Linked DNA regions of Mus musculus: region 2 is linked to region 1. A link is a contact called in public Hi-C data. All regions are on one chromosome and are shown on one strand. Each heading gives the region's core, a stretch centred on a gene start, on an enhancer-like site or on the middle of the called end of the contact. The rest is flanking DNA. Distances are from core to core; before and after follow the strand shown. Region 1 has its middle 160 kb from the start of Gm12511. Region 2 has its middle 79 kb from the start of Gm34482.

What was found. Hi-C and Micro-C count contacts between places; a contact is called where the count stands out from the background.
Region 2: a Hi-C map of muscle stem cells shows a contact between it and region 1, with 1.8 times the contacts expected there. The contact joins two enhancer-like sites. A contact is called at or near these places in 1 of 15 datasets of contacts at CTCF or cohesin (the NIH/3T3 cell line), 2 of 484 Hi-C or Micro-C datasets (the 3T3-L1 cell line and muscle stem cells) and 2 of 115 datasets of contacts at active chromatin or transcription factors (embryonic stem cells and fibro-adipogenic progenitors).

Annotation. Positions count from the first base shown.
Region 1 is chr4:55,729,340-55,735,560 of GRCm38.p6, forward strand. No RefSeq gene overlaps it. Among named protein-coding and RNA genes, the nearest start is that of Gm12511, 160 kb to the left of the region's middle. Within about 2 kb of position 2,887, at least 131 of the 459 cell types and tissues checked have an H3K27ac peak or open chromatin away from gene starts, as enhancers often do. A contact at or near this core is called in fibro-adipogenic progenitors and muscle stem cells, where this site is marked.
Region 2 is chr4:55,871,942-55,877,839 of GRCm38.p6, forward strand. No RefSeq gene overlaps it. Among named protein-coding and RNA genes, the nearest start is that of Gm34482, 79 kb to the right of the region's middle. Within about 2 kb of position 3,485, at least 28 of the 459 cell types and tissues checked have an H3K27ac peak or open chromatin away from gene starts, as enhancers often do. A contact at or near this core is called in fibro-adipogenic progenitors and muscle stem cells, where this site is marked.

The DNA of each region.
Region 1 (6,221 bases), core at 1,637-4,136:
CTCAAGTTTCTAAATTCTGCAAAATGGAGGAGGCAACTCCAGGCACCAAATAGTGCCAACAGTATATTTATGGCAAAAGAAGAAGAAAGAAAAGAAAACCCACTTAGAAGGCATCCGTTGTTGAAATCCTTTGATGCCCACAAACAAATGAGCCACATAAAGGGAAGAATAGAAGCCTTCCCATTGAGAACTCAGCTCAATTCTGTGACTGTCTCGAATCTGCAAAGCATGCTGGTGTCTGTAGTGAGGTCATCTCTTTAATGTCTTGGTAATGTAAGCATCATCGAGGCTTATTATGACTGTTTCCAAGATAATGGATGTCCTGGTGGACATGCTGTGATTGGCAGGGAAAATATCACCAGAGTCTAGGCGAGAACCCAGAAATCTGAACTCCGTCCTCAGGGTGATGGTCGTGTTCCCAGAGCAATAACTAACAGAGCCTTCTCAGGTTTACCCAAGCACAGCTCTAACGAGATTCTCAGAGTTTCTTCTCTTTTCTCAGTAAAGGTCATCTTTGCATAAAAGACCTGGAAGCAAATATTCCAATGAAAGAAAAAACTCCCCCGTAAAAAGGAGTTCGTGCACAATCAAAACGGTTTAGAACCAAGACAGGACTGCTAGTTTTCAGTGCCGTACTTTTCTGGCATGTGCTATAATTAATACAGATGTTGAACATTATACATAATCTGCATATTAGTGACCCACTGCACAATTTATATGGTAATGTCATTAATTGCACATTACCTAGGTTGCTGAATGAACATTACATAGGTTTTTTTAATGGATGTAGTTATTATAATTGAAGTCAATTATATTGCTTCTTGTGCATATCAAGTCAGTAGTGTGTGGCTGGACCTTACAGGGTCCCTGCCAAAAGAAACAGGTGTTTGTTGTGAGGACAACTTATGGGTTGGAGCAAGGGTAAGGGAAAGGGTGAACCATGGCCAGAAATGACTGGCCTGGCTGAGCCCTCTGTAAGGGCTGGGATAGTGCTACAGAGGGCAAGGCGAATGGGCATTGTCTGCTCTGAGGCAGGATCTACTTGCCCTTTTGCTGTGGGCTTAGGAGAGGGTGCAGGCTGAGCTGAAAGCCAGCACCACCCACGCTGTAACAGAACACTTTTCTCCAGGCTGACCCAAAGCTAGATGGTGGTTGCATCACTTCCTCTGGTGTTGTGGAAGCCACATGACTCTGGCATCTGGTTTGCCAGGGATGAAAGGGAGCCCTGCCTGCCCACGATGCTGGCACACAAGACCCTGGGTCCTGTGTGTCTTCTTTTAATATTCCGTTTCCCTAGCAAATGGGGTAAAGTTGCTGTAGTAGCTACTGCTGTTGCTGATGCTGAAGTTGCCTAGTGCTCAAACTCTCTGGAAGGACAACCCAAAGAACAACCCGAAGGCTGGAGAATGAAGAGGAGTTAAGGCTGTGACTCTTCTTGGTAGTCAGCTCTCTGTCACTGTGACATAAATACCCAAAGTAGTCAACTTATAAAAGGGAAACGTTTGTTTTTGTTCCTGGTTTCAATCCCTGGTCTTGTTGGTCCAGAATTTGATAGTGTTGGAATAGCAGTACATCACTGTGGTCATAAATGGGCAGGTCTCAAATCTCTCCTTCAATGACCTCCTTTCCTTCCACAAGTTTCTATGTCCTCAGCATCCTATGATCTCCCAGTTGCAGCACAGAATGCGGACCAAGTATCAGATACATAGGTCTCTGGGGACATTCATTCCAAACTACAGCATCTTTTTGTTAGATAAGGACATCTGAATGCCATGCTCGCCTGCTGTGAGTGTTGCTACCTTCTTTAAACTTCATGAAAGAGCAGGCAGGGGTTTTTTGTTTTGTTTTGAATTGACAGAGACTCTAAAGAGATTGTTTTTTAAACCCAGTGATGTACCCTCAGACATGCACACATACATGAATGCACACACATGCACACAGCACTGGTATACATGACAGACAGGTCCTCTTAGCTAATGTGATGCTAAGATTCCAGAGAGCTTGGAAATTTACTCAGTAATACCCAAATAATACCCATACATATGCATGAATGTTCTCTGTGTTTGGTCTCTGTCTCTGTCTCTATCTGCCTCTGCCTCTGCCTCTGCCTCTGCCTCTGCCTCTGCCTCTGCCTCTGTCTCTGTCTCTGTCTCTGTCTCTGTCTCTGTCTCTGTCTCTGTCTCTGTCTCTGTCTCTGTCTCTGTCTCTTCTCACAGTGTTAGTGGAAGGTAAGATGAGATTTTGAACTCCATTTGATTGAGGCTGATTATCACATTCAGGTCATCTAGGCCACTGTGTCGCAGTTTTATGGCTTTATTTTGGAAGGTCACTCTGGAAGCTCAGGCTGAAATAAATGACAAAGGGCAAAGTTCACACACACACACACACACACACACACACACACACACACACACACCAGATTCAAGTGACTAGGAAAGAAGGAAAAAGAATGCTCTTTTACAAATTTTCCTTTTTTTCAATTTTTTATTGGATATTTTCTTCATCTACATTTCAAATGCTATCCCAAAAGTCCCCTATAACCCCCCCGCCCGCCCTGCTCCCCTACCCACCCACTCCCACTTCTTGGTCCTGGCATTCCCCTGTACTGGGGCATATAAAGTTTGCAAGACTAAGGGGCCCCTCTTCCCAATGATGGCCGAAAAGGGGGAGCCTGATTTTCCTGGGAACCTGTGATGTATGGACTAGCACGTCTTCTCTGCTTCTCTGTCCATTCACTCACCCACCACTCCTCTGCTAATGCCTGGCTGGCCAGGAATACACTTTCTATTTAGAAAGCAAAGGCAGCCAGCTTTGGGCCTGGGCCTGGAGACTGACTCACTGTTGTTGGGATGACACATTGCCTGCACACATTTCACAATTCTCTGAAACACCAGACTTATTTCTGTGAGTATGCAGAGGCCCACTTCACCATCCACCTAAGGCCACACACAAAGGCTGTGCTATTTTTCTTCCCTGGGGCCTAAATGGATGGCAGGACTTCCTATGCCTGAAACATCACCCTCGTTTGGAAGGAGAGAAACACCGGCCAAGAATTGCAACGTTTTTTAACCAGAGTCTGGCTAGCTTTCAATAGCTGCACGCCAAAGCTATACCAGACAGAGAAATGGCTATGAATGGGGTAGGGGTTGGACTGAGGCTTAAAAACAAGGCAGAAAAAAATACAGATAACAGAGAAGAAAAGAGAGGAGAGGAGAGGAGAGGAGAGGAGAGGAGAGGAGAGGAGAGGAGAGGAGAGGAGACAGAATGAGATAGTACATAGGAAGTAAAAGAGGAAATTTAAATAGAGAAAGGTTGCACAGAAATGATTGAAGAATTGGAGCAGAGGGCGAGAGTTCCAGGCTGTGATCATTTCTTCATGTGCCTTTCCCTCCATTTTTGGGTGAGCACTCTTAATCCCCATTACTAAGAAGCAAGAACAGGGGACCAGGAAGTTACAATCTAATGTCTCAGGTGGAAGGGAAGACATTTTTGTTTATTAAACAAACAAACAAACAAATATACATACATACAAGCAAACAACAACCTCATATTGTCGACCAGGCAGACCCAGCACTCACTAAGTAGCCCAGGCTGGTATGGTACTACTTATGGTAGTCTTCCTGCTTGACCTATTGATTTCTGGGATAACAAGTATGCGAAGCCAGCTCGCTCTACATCAGTGTGAGGGGCTTGGACAGTCTTCCACAGTCTTTCTGGAATCTGAAAGCCTAAAGGATACTCTTGTTGACCAGAGAGCTAGCTGGGAAGGCCGAGAATCTGGATGGCCAGTGACAGTGGCCTCTGAGGAGTTGTTTATGCACTTAGACATTAAGTGCCTAAGACTTGAAGGGCCGGCCCCATATTCAAAGCCCTGGATTCAGAACTATCTGGAAACTTCCTCCAGGGTAAACAAAAACAAGCACTTCAGCTCCCTTGCCAGGGCATCTCGCTCCAGAAAGGACGGGAAGGAAAGGAGAGTGATGCTGCTTGTTCCCCTGTGAAGGAAAGGTTACAACAACATTTTCTCTGGGCAGCTGTGAGGTCGGCAGGCAGACTTTTCTCTGGTAACCATCTCGATGTGTCTGTGTGGAAAGTACCTAAGAATGACTAAGCCCTGGCTGAGTTGATTCATTTGTCACTTCACTTGTGGGACTTTGGCCCTGTTCTAGAGGCCACAGAGTGTTTTCAGCACATCTGACCCAGGCCTCCATGTAGGGTGGCAGGTGAGAGAGAGCACAGACTTATAGGACTCTGTTTATAGGGAAGGACCCCAGGGAGGAGGGAGGGTTTGGGCTCACTGGAATCCTGTCAGGACTTCTAAGAAGTCTAAACTCCTAATCCCTGTCAGCAGAGGAGTCAGGAGTCTGTGCAAGTGGCCAGAGTTTGAACGGAAATGCTCATTCACGGAGCATCCAAGATAGGCTGGAAGTTTACTTAAAGTTGTCTCGTCCTTCCTCACGCTAATAGTGTGAGGCAAGTGTTGCTTTGCTTCCTCGTTGGAATGAAGCCTTCACAGGAAAAGAAGCCCAAAAGAGTTCACATCTCTAACTCAAGCTGGGGATGGGGTCAGGAGACTCTGGGGAGGCAGGGCTATCCACTAACACACAGGAGGGCCACAAAGAGATCAGCCTGATCAACGCAAGTGGAGTTATTCTTCTTAATAATCCAGTTCAAATGTAAACCCTTTTGTTGCAATTATATGCACAGGAAGAGGGACATATCACAGGTGTGTGGCTTGCTAGACTGTCACAAACCGAAGAGATCCCTGTAGTCACTGCCCAAACAGACACAGTTAGCATGTTTCCAAGATGACCGCCATCAGTTCTCAGTCTCTATGTACACATATCCCTTCCTCAAAGCAGTAGACTCTCTTTCTCTTCTTGATGCTGGACTGGCCTTACTGACTTCTCTAATGCAACACAATGTAGTGGAAGTGGTGCTTAAGCTAGGGCATAAGAAGATGGGATGCTACTTGGTGGGTTTCTTAGCAACTGTTTCCAGAAACACCTGGAGTCTACTAGCCCAGGGACTGCCTCATTAAAGGGCATGCACAGCCACGCTGTCCACAGTGTTGGTGGAGGCCAGCCTTCTGCAGATGACTGCTGAAGCACTGACTTTGTAAGGAGAGCTCTCTTGGACTATTGAGAGGCCTTGGTCAAAAACCACATGAAACACAAGAATTGCTTAGCCTAGCCCTGAGTCACAGATTCATGACAAACAATGAAATGACTGTTATGTTAAGACCCAAAATTTGGGCTAACTTATTAGACAGCATTATAACCACACATTTCAATGCATCATGGGGCACCTCAGTGATTCTTGCTAGCCATTGTGCCCTGTCCTGCAGTAAACATGCAGTTGGCTTCTCTGGTTCACTGTTATGTCTAGGACAGTTTTCTCTGATGTCACCCATAAAAGCACATTACCATTGTTCTCAGTGTGTAATACTGTGTGCTTCTATTTACTTATCCATTTTGTGATTGACAGTTAGTTGAGTTGCTGTTCTGAATGGTGTGGCTGTGACTATCTTAGTGTGTGCATTTCTGTTGAATACTGTCATAGTTAAAATCTGAAGTGTCTCCTACCAGCTCACAGGCTCAAAACCTTGGTCTCCAGCTGGTGGTATCCCTTTGGGAGGATGTGGAAAACCTAAGGAGTGGACCTACCTATTGGAAGTGCCTCACTAGAGACAGTGAGACTGGAAGCTAAAATCCACTTCTGGTTCTGACTCAAGCTTTCTACTTTCTTGTCTACCAAGATAGGAATAGGATATTCTGTGGACTTGTGCCACCAAGAACTGAACCACATGGGCAGTCAGCCATGCTTTCCCTGTCACAAGAGACAGTATCTCCTGAAATTGTGTGCAAAGATCAGTCGTTCCTCCTTTGAGTTGCTTCTTCCGTTTCCCTGCAACAGCTGGAAGAATAGTCACCAATACTAATATATACCCTAGTAGAGCGGTTGCTGGAGAATAAAGTGCTTTCGACTTTTGCACTGTTTTCTTTGTTTTCCAGCGCCATATTAATTTATGTTATTAACTGTGATTGACAGTTGCTCGACACCCCTCCAGAACTGAACTGTGCTGTCTCTCTGTCTTTTCATGTTTGAGAATTCTATCCAATTTGTTAACAAGAAAGAAATGGTCAGGCTGTCTACCTGCCAACAAGGCATTTGAAACATTCAAGCTAAAGACAGAAAACCAGTTCCTTCCACCCAGATGT
Region 2 (5,898 bases), core at 2,235-4,734, 140 kb after region 1:
TGTCTGCATGCACATTATCACAAATGCTGTAATAATTTAGAACAACACAGATATGTACTGGATGTATTAGAAGTTTGAAATATGTCTTATCAGATTAAAATCTCAATGTCAGAGACCATGAATGACAGGCTGACTTACGGCATCCTAAGTCTTAGCACCCTTGAACATAGGTTGTTATGACAGGGTAGAGTTTCCCATGAAATTAAGGTTGCTAATAAGCTTGCATTGAAAAGGAAAGATGACTCTCCTGCATCTAGAAGGGCCCAATACCATTACAACAGAAGAAAGAGGGCAAAGACAGAGTACAAGAGAGATGGCAGCTCAGAAGAAACCCAGACTGGGGTTGCTGGCTCTGAAGATGGATAGCCAAGACCACCAGCCAGAGACTGTAGGTGGTCCCTACAAGCTGTAAAGGGCAAGAGCTAGATCAGCCTCCAGAGAATCCAGAAGGAATGCGGCTGTGGGTGAAGACAACATTAAGACGAGGACTGACATAATTGAACTTATTCCTTGAGTGCTATGTGATGTTTCTTTCTGATTTTCTTTTCAGAGGGGTAAGCCTTCTTGCCTGCTTGCTTCTCTCTCTCTTCCTTCCTTCCTTCCTTCCTTCCTTCCTTCCTTCCTTCCTTCCTTCCTTCCTTCCTTCCTTCCTTCCTTCCTTCCCCTCTCTCTTTCTTTTTTCTTTCCTTCCTTCTTCCTTCCTTCTTTCCTTCCTTTCTTGCCCTTTTCTTTCTCATACAAGGTGTAACGTGGACCAGGATGGCCACAAACTTGTCACTTGCAGACAGCAGTGGTATTCAACAGAAGGGTACAATATGTGCTAATTGAACTGAGACAATTAATATCATCACTTCTTTCTTTCTTTATGTCATGGAGAGAAATTTAAAAGAATTTTTAACAAGTTAAATGTTATACCATGGTCACCAGAAGAATTCGTATCAGACCTACTGATCCACTGCCCAGTGTGACTGCAGTCAAAATGTCAGGGTCTGTTTTTATTTAACTTCAAGACTTACTGAAACATGAAAAGCCAAAAGTTTTGAGAAAGACAAGTATCCAGGTTTAAGAATTAATGAATAGCTATAATCATTAAACTACAGGAATAGTAACTTAAGAGTAGACATCCAGGTGAGTTGAGAGATCTAGACATTCCAGCATACACACCTGATCAAGCTGAACACAGTGATCTATACTGTTCGTCGAAGTAGGGCTGATCCATTCCACATTAGCATAAGCATCATTGGAAGATCAAGTGATAAATAGATATATAATAAGGGTCGTGACTTTTACTTCACAGAAGGAGCAGAATTTAACTTGAGTCATAGATTTAAATATGAGGTTGAACTTTTAGAGCAGAGAAAATATTAACTGGAAAATAAAAACTGGAAATCTTTACTTCATCAAAATCAAGACCTTTTCATCTTTTCAAGCTTCTGTTTAAAAAAATGGAAAGGCAAATAGCACATCAGGAAAAAAATTATACAGCACATATCTGACCAAGTGTCTGTGTCCAAAGCATTAGAGCGCTCCAGAAAAACAAAGCCATATATACATGCATGTATGTATATATGAACTACCTAAGAACAGGATAGATGATATTTGCATCATTATGAGATTAATTATGAGAAATCCTTCTTATGGTTACAAAGGCTGAACCATCTGCTCTGCTGGGTGCAAACTGTAGACGCAGGAAAACTCGCGCCTGTGCTATCTCCCAATGCCGAGATCCCGAGAGGCCAGTGGTGCAAGTTTTGGTTCAAGGGAAGAAGGAGAAGCATATTCCGCTCTCAGGAGGAACAGCTTCTCCCTTCCTTCTTCTTTGGTTCCATTCAGGTGCTCTGTGGATCAGATCCCCCACCCCCACCCCCACCCTCACCCCCACCCCCCACGCACACACAGACGTGCAAACCATTTTAAGGAGGAGTCTGAAAAATCAAACGCAACCATCCATCCTGTATGCCCTCACATACACACCCAGAAAGAGAGATTAACTCATGTGCAGGTACTATCGAGTCAAGCCCACAGATATAATTAACCATTATATTCATAATCTCTCTCTCTCTCTCAACTCTTTTCTTCTTTCTCATTCTCTTTCCTCTCTCCTTTTCCTTTCTCTCTGCTTCCTTCTTTTTCCTTCCCTTCTGCCTTCCTGCTCTTCCCTCTCTCCCTCCTTTTCTTTATCTCCTTCCTATTTGTTTACACCGGAACTCATCAATAAGACCAAGACTGTTTATTTGTTTGAAACGGGTCTTCACCATGTAGCCCAGGCTGGCCAGGACCTTCCCCAACCCCCTGCACAGTGCTGGGACCATAGGCTGGTGCTATCACTCCTGACCCTTCTCTTTCCTCTTGGCCTGTTTTTTTTTGTTGTTGTTTTTGTTTTTTGGGTTTTTTTTGTAGCCCATTTTTATATACATTTACAAATGTATGAGCAAGAAAGCTCGAAAATCTTTACAAATGGCCTGCTTGCCATATATAGTTGAGAAGTGTTGCCTCAGAAGAGAAACAGGAAAACCGAAGCCTCCAAGATGAACTCATCCCATCTGTTCTCTTACAGCTATGAGCTAAAAGTGTCGTTTTTACAACTTTGAATGGCTGTCAAAAGAATCAAAGAAGAACACATTTTATGATGTACGGAAATTACACAAAATTCCAGTTTGTGTGTATTAATGCAAGGTTGTTCTTTTTTTTTTTAAACCAGGCACACACATCCATTTCCATATCTCCTATGGAGTTTTCACACTATAAAACTATTATGTCCACGAAGCCTAAAACAGTTACTCTGTGGCATTCTGAAATCGTTTTCCCCACCCTGATTTATATATAGTTCTGATTTGCTAGCTTAGTTGTCTTCTAGTAATTCAAAGTGATTTTACTTCATCAAAATCGTCGGAATTATACCACTTCTGCGGAGGTAGGGGAGTTTTGATAAAACTTCGCTAATCCCAGCAGGTATGTCCTCAGTTGGTGTTCATTTAGGGGTTTTGCAGAGGTCATGCTCTGGATGCCCCATAACTGGCAGTCTGTGGCTTGGCTCACCCCATCTTCCGAGGGAAAACGCCTGCTGCCTTTGTTGTTCTGGGCATTCCCATTCACGTTTTCACTAGGCCTGACCCTGCCTGGCTTGTAAAATCTGATGGGCTCCCTGCCCAAGGAGGAATGGCCTCGGGCAGGTGGAAGTGCCACTCCAGAGAGGTGGTAACCGGTGAGCAGAAGGCAGGCTACAGGAGGAGGGGCTGCACCTCTCTGTTCTTCTGGCCTGCGTTGTCTTCTCCCCATGCTGTAGGGCTTCCTGAATCTTAAGTCTCAAACAGTTCATTAGCTTGCCTGGAGAGTCAAATAATCTGGGCTTCTCAGGAGTCCAGTGTTATTTCCCTAGGAAGGACTCCTGGGGACGTAAAAGAGTCCTCTACGTGAGTAGTGAGCTGGTACCTGGCAGGAGCAAGCCGGGCAAACATTCCCTTTACGTATGAGCCACGAGAGGAGGACGACACAGATGTCAGAAGCCGGCTTGGGATCCTGGGTGCTCGCCCAGTCCTTGGCCCAGAGTAGAGGCAGTCAAACTACACTGGCAAGAATACCAGTGCATGGTGCCAGGAGGATATGTCATTTACCAGCTGCGTCATTTTGGGCAGCGCTCATCACCTCTTGGAGCCTCCTCTGGGAAGCTGACTGGTGGGGCAGTTGGAAGGATCAGAGCATTAATCAGCGTAAGTGGAGTTTTGTCAGCTGCGAAGACTGAGGGGGTATTCCAAAGCAATGTGTAAGTAGGTCCTTTGGTGCCCCATACTGACAAGGGATAGTTAGAGATACGGCCAATAAAGTGCTGCTCATGAGATCTTTTTAAAACCAGTTTGGGTCTTTCTCCAGTTCCGTGGCTAGGCTGTTGAGGATGTTGAAAGCCTCTAGCCATCCCAGTCTTTCCTGACCCCAGCTTCCTCTTGATATTTGGCTTTCTCTTTGCAGCATCCCTGTTGTGTGGTTTCCCAGCCTTTCCTTACATATTTCTGGTGATGGGAAACTCATTCCCTGATGAGGGAATCCCTTTTGTCTTGATCAGGCCATTGGGAAGTTCCTAATGGCCCAAAAGGTATAAACTGAGGCTCACTTCCAGTACTGCTCCACCCCCCAACACTGAACAAATGTAGTCCCAAAGCTGTAAGAATCAGTCCAATTCTCTTTATGAATTCCATGGACTCCCTGTAATTCTTCACTTTTTTTTTCCTCTTAGAAGTCCTGACAGATCGTGAGTTCCCGAGTTTCAGGGAATATGCTATTGTGCTTATTCTGGCTCCGTGCATGCACATGTGTATGCATATGCACACATATATCATTGCATGTATAGGTCTGTGCATGCACAAAATGCATATATAAATAAAAGAAAATGCCTTTCAAATTTTGACTCACGATTTTCTTACCGTAGGCTCTTGTCTTCCTATAGCATGTAAACTTGAACATCTAAGAAGTATGAGCTAGTGCATATGGCAAGTAAGAATATGACTTCTGTGCAAACAAGGCAGACCTTCTGGTGACATCCACACCTTTCTCTGCGGTGTCACATGGCAAATGGAACAAGGGGGTGTGGCTTCATTTTGCTCAGCAACTCATTTTTAAAATTGTAAACTCATTCTTTAAAAATATATCAAAAGTAAGTGCTTGCTTGAGCTTGAATACTCACTGATGGCATGGATTGTGCACAGAACCAGTCAGAAGCTGTGCATGCTCAGGGCCTCTGCATCTCCTGGAGCATCCCCTCTACCCATAAGATATGCATGAGCTACAACTGTGTCATGAGGTTGCTGAGCAGAGTGGAGATGACACAGTCTGAGCCTGGCATGTCAGATACCCTCCCCTAGGGCCATGCCTCCCTCCCTAGACACATCAGCTAGCTCTTCAGGAACGGGAATTGATGGTGTTTGCTTCTTGTCTTGATCTCCACCTCATGTCCACTTCCATCCTCACTTTTGGGTGTTCGTTTAGTCTCCAGAGTTGATTTTTCTTTACAGAGATCAAAGGGTTAAAGTGAATTGCCCTCATGTCATTTACTTTGTTCTCGTCAATGAAGAAAATACCTAATTAAAAAAAAATGGAAAAAAAAAAGAAGTCTTACCCCCATCATCACAGTCCAATTCTCAAAGCAGGAGGGCAGAAAAGAAACTATCAGGCCAGGTACACAGTGAGTATAGATCTGCTTTTCAGTTTTCAGGTACTCACCTCAGTGTCTACTCCAAGTCCCACATGGGGGGAGGAGCCAGGTTTCCAGGAAGCCATCTACTGAAGAGGGTCTGTTCTCCAGATCTGTTTTGCTATTTGGTAGACATGCATGACAATCGCAAAGCAGGGAGGAAGGAAAGCTATACACGAGACCCCTTTCCACATCCTATTGACTTCAACTATAATTACACAGGCAAGGTGGGCTTTTTAACTCTAATTTTATAGGTGAATAAATGTAGCGAGAAGAGTAAATGATGCTGTCAGACAAAACACGAGCCAGAAAGAAAAATTCAAAATCAGAGAAACAAAGATTGAGTCCATGTGCTACCCTGAAAAAGCACTTCCCTTTAAACTGAGTGTGATGGTTTGTATATGATTGGCCCAGAGTGTGACACCATTAGGCAGTATAGCCTTGTAGAAGAGGTGTGTCACTGTGGGCAAGGACTTTAAGATGCTCATACTAGCTACCTGAAAGCCAGTCTTCTCCTAGCAGCCTGCAGATAAAGATATCGAACTCTCAGCACCTCCTGTACCATGCCTGCCTGGACACTGCCATGCTCCTACTTTGATGATAATGAACTGAACTGCTGAACCAATTGCTGTAAGCCAGCAACAATTAAATGTCCTTATGAGAGTTGCCTTGGTTACGGCATCTGTTCACAGCAGTAAAACCCTAACTAAGAC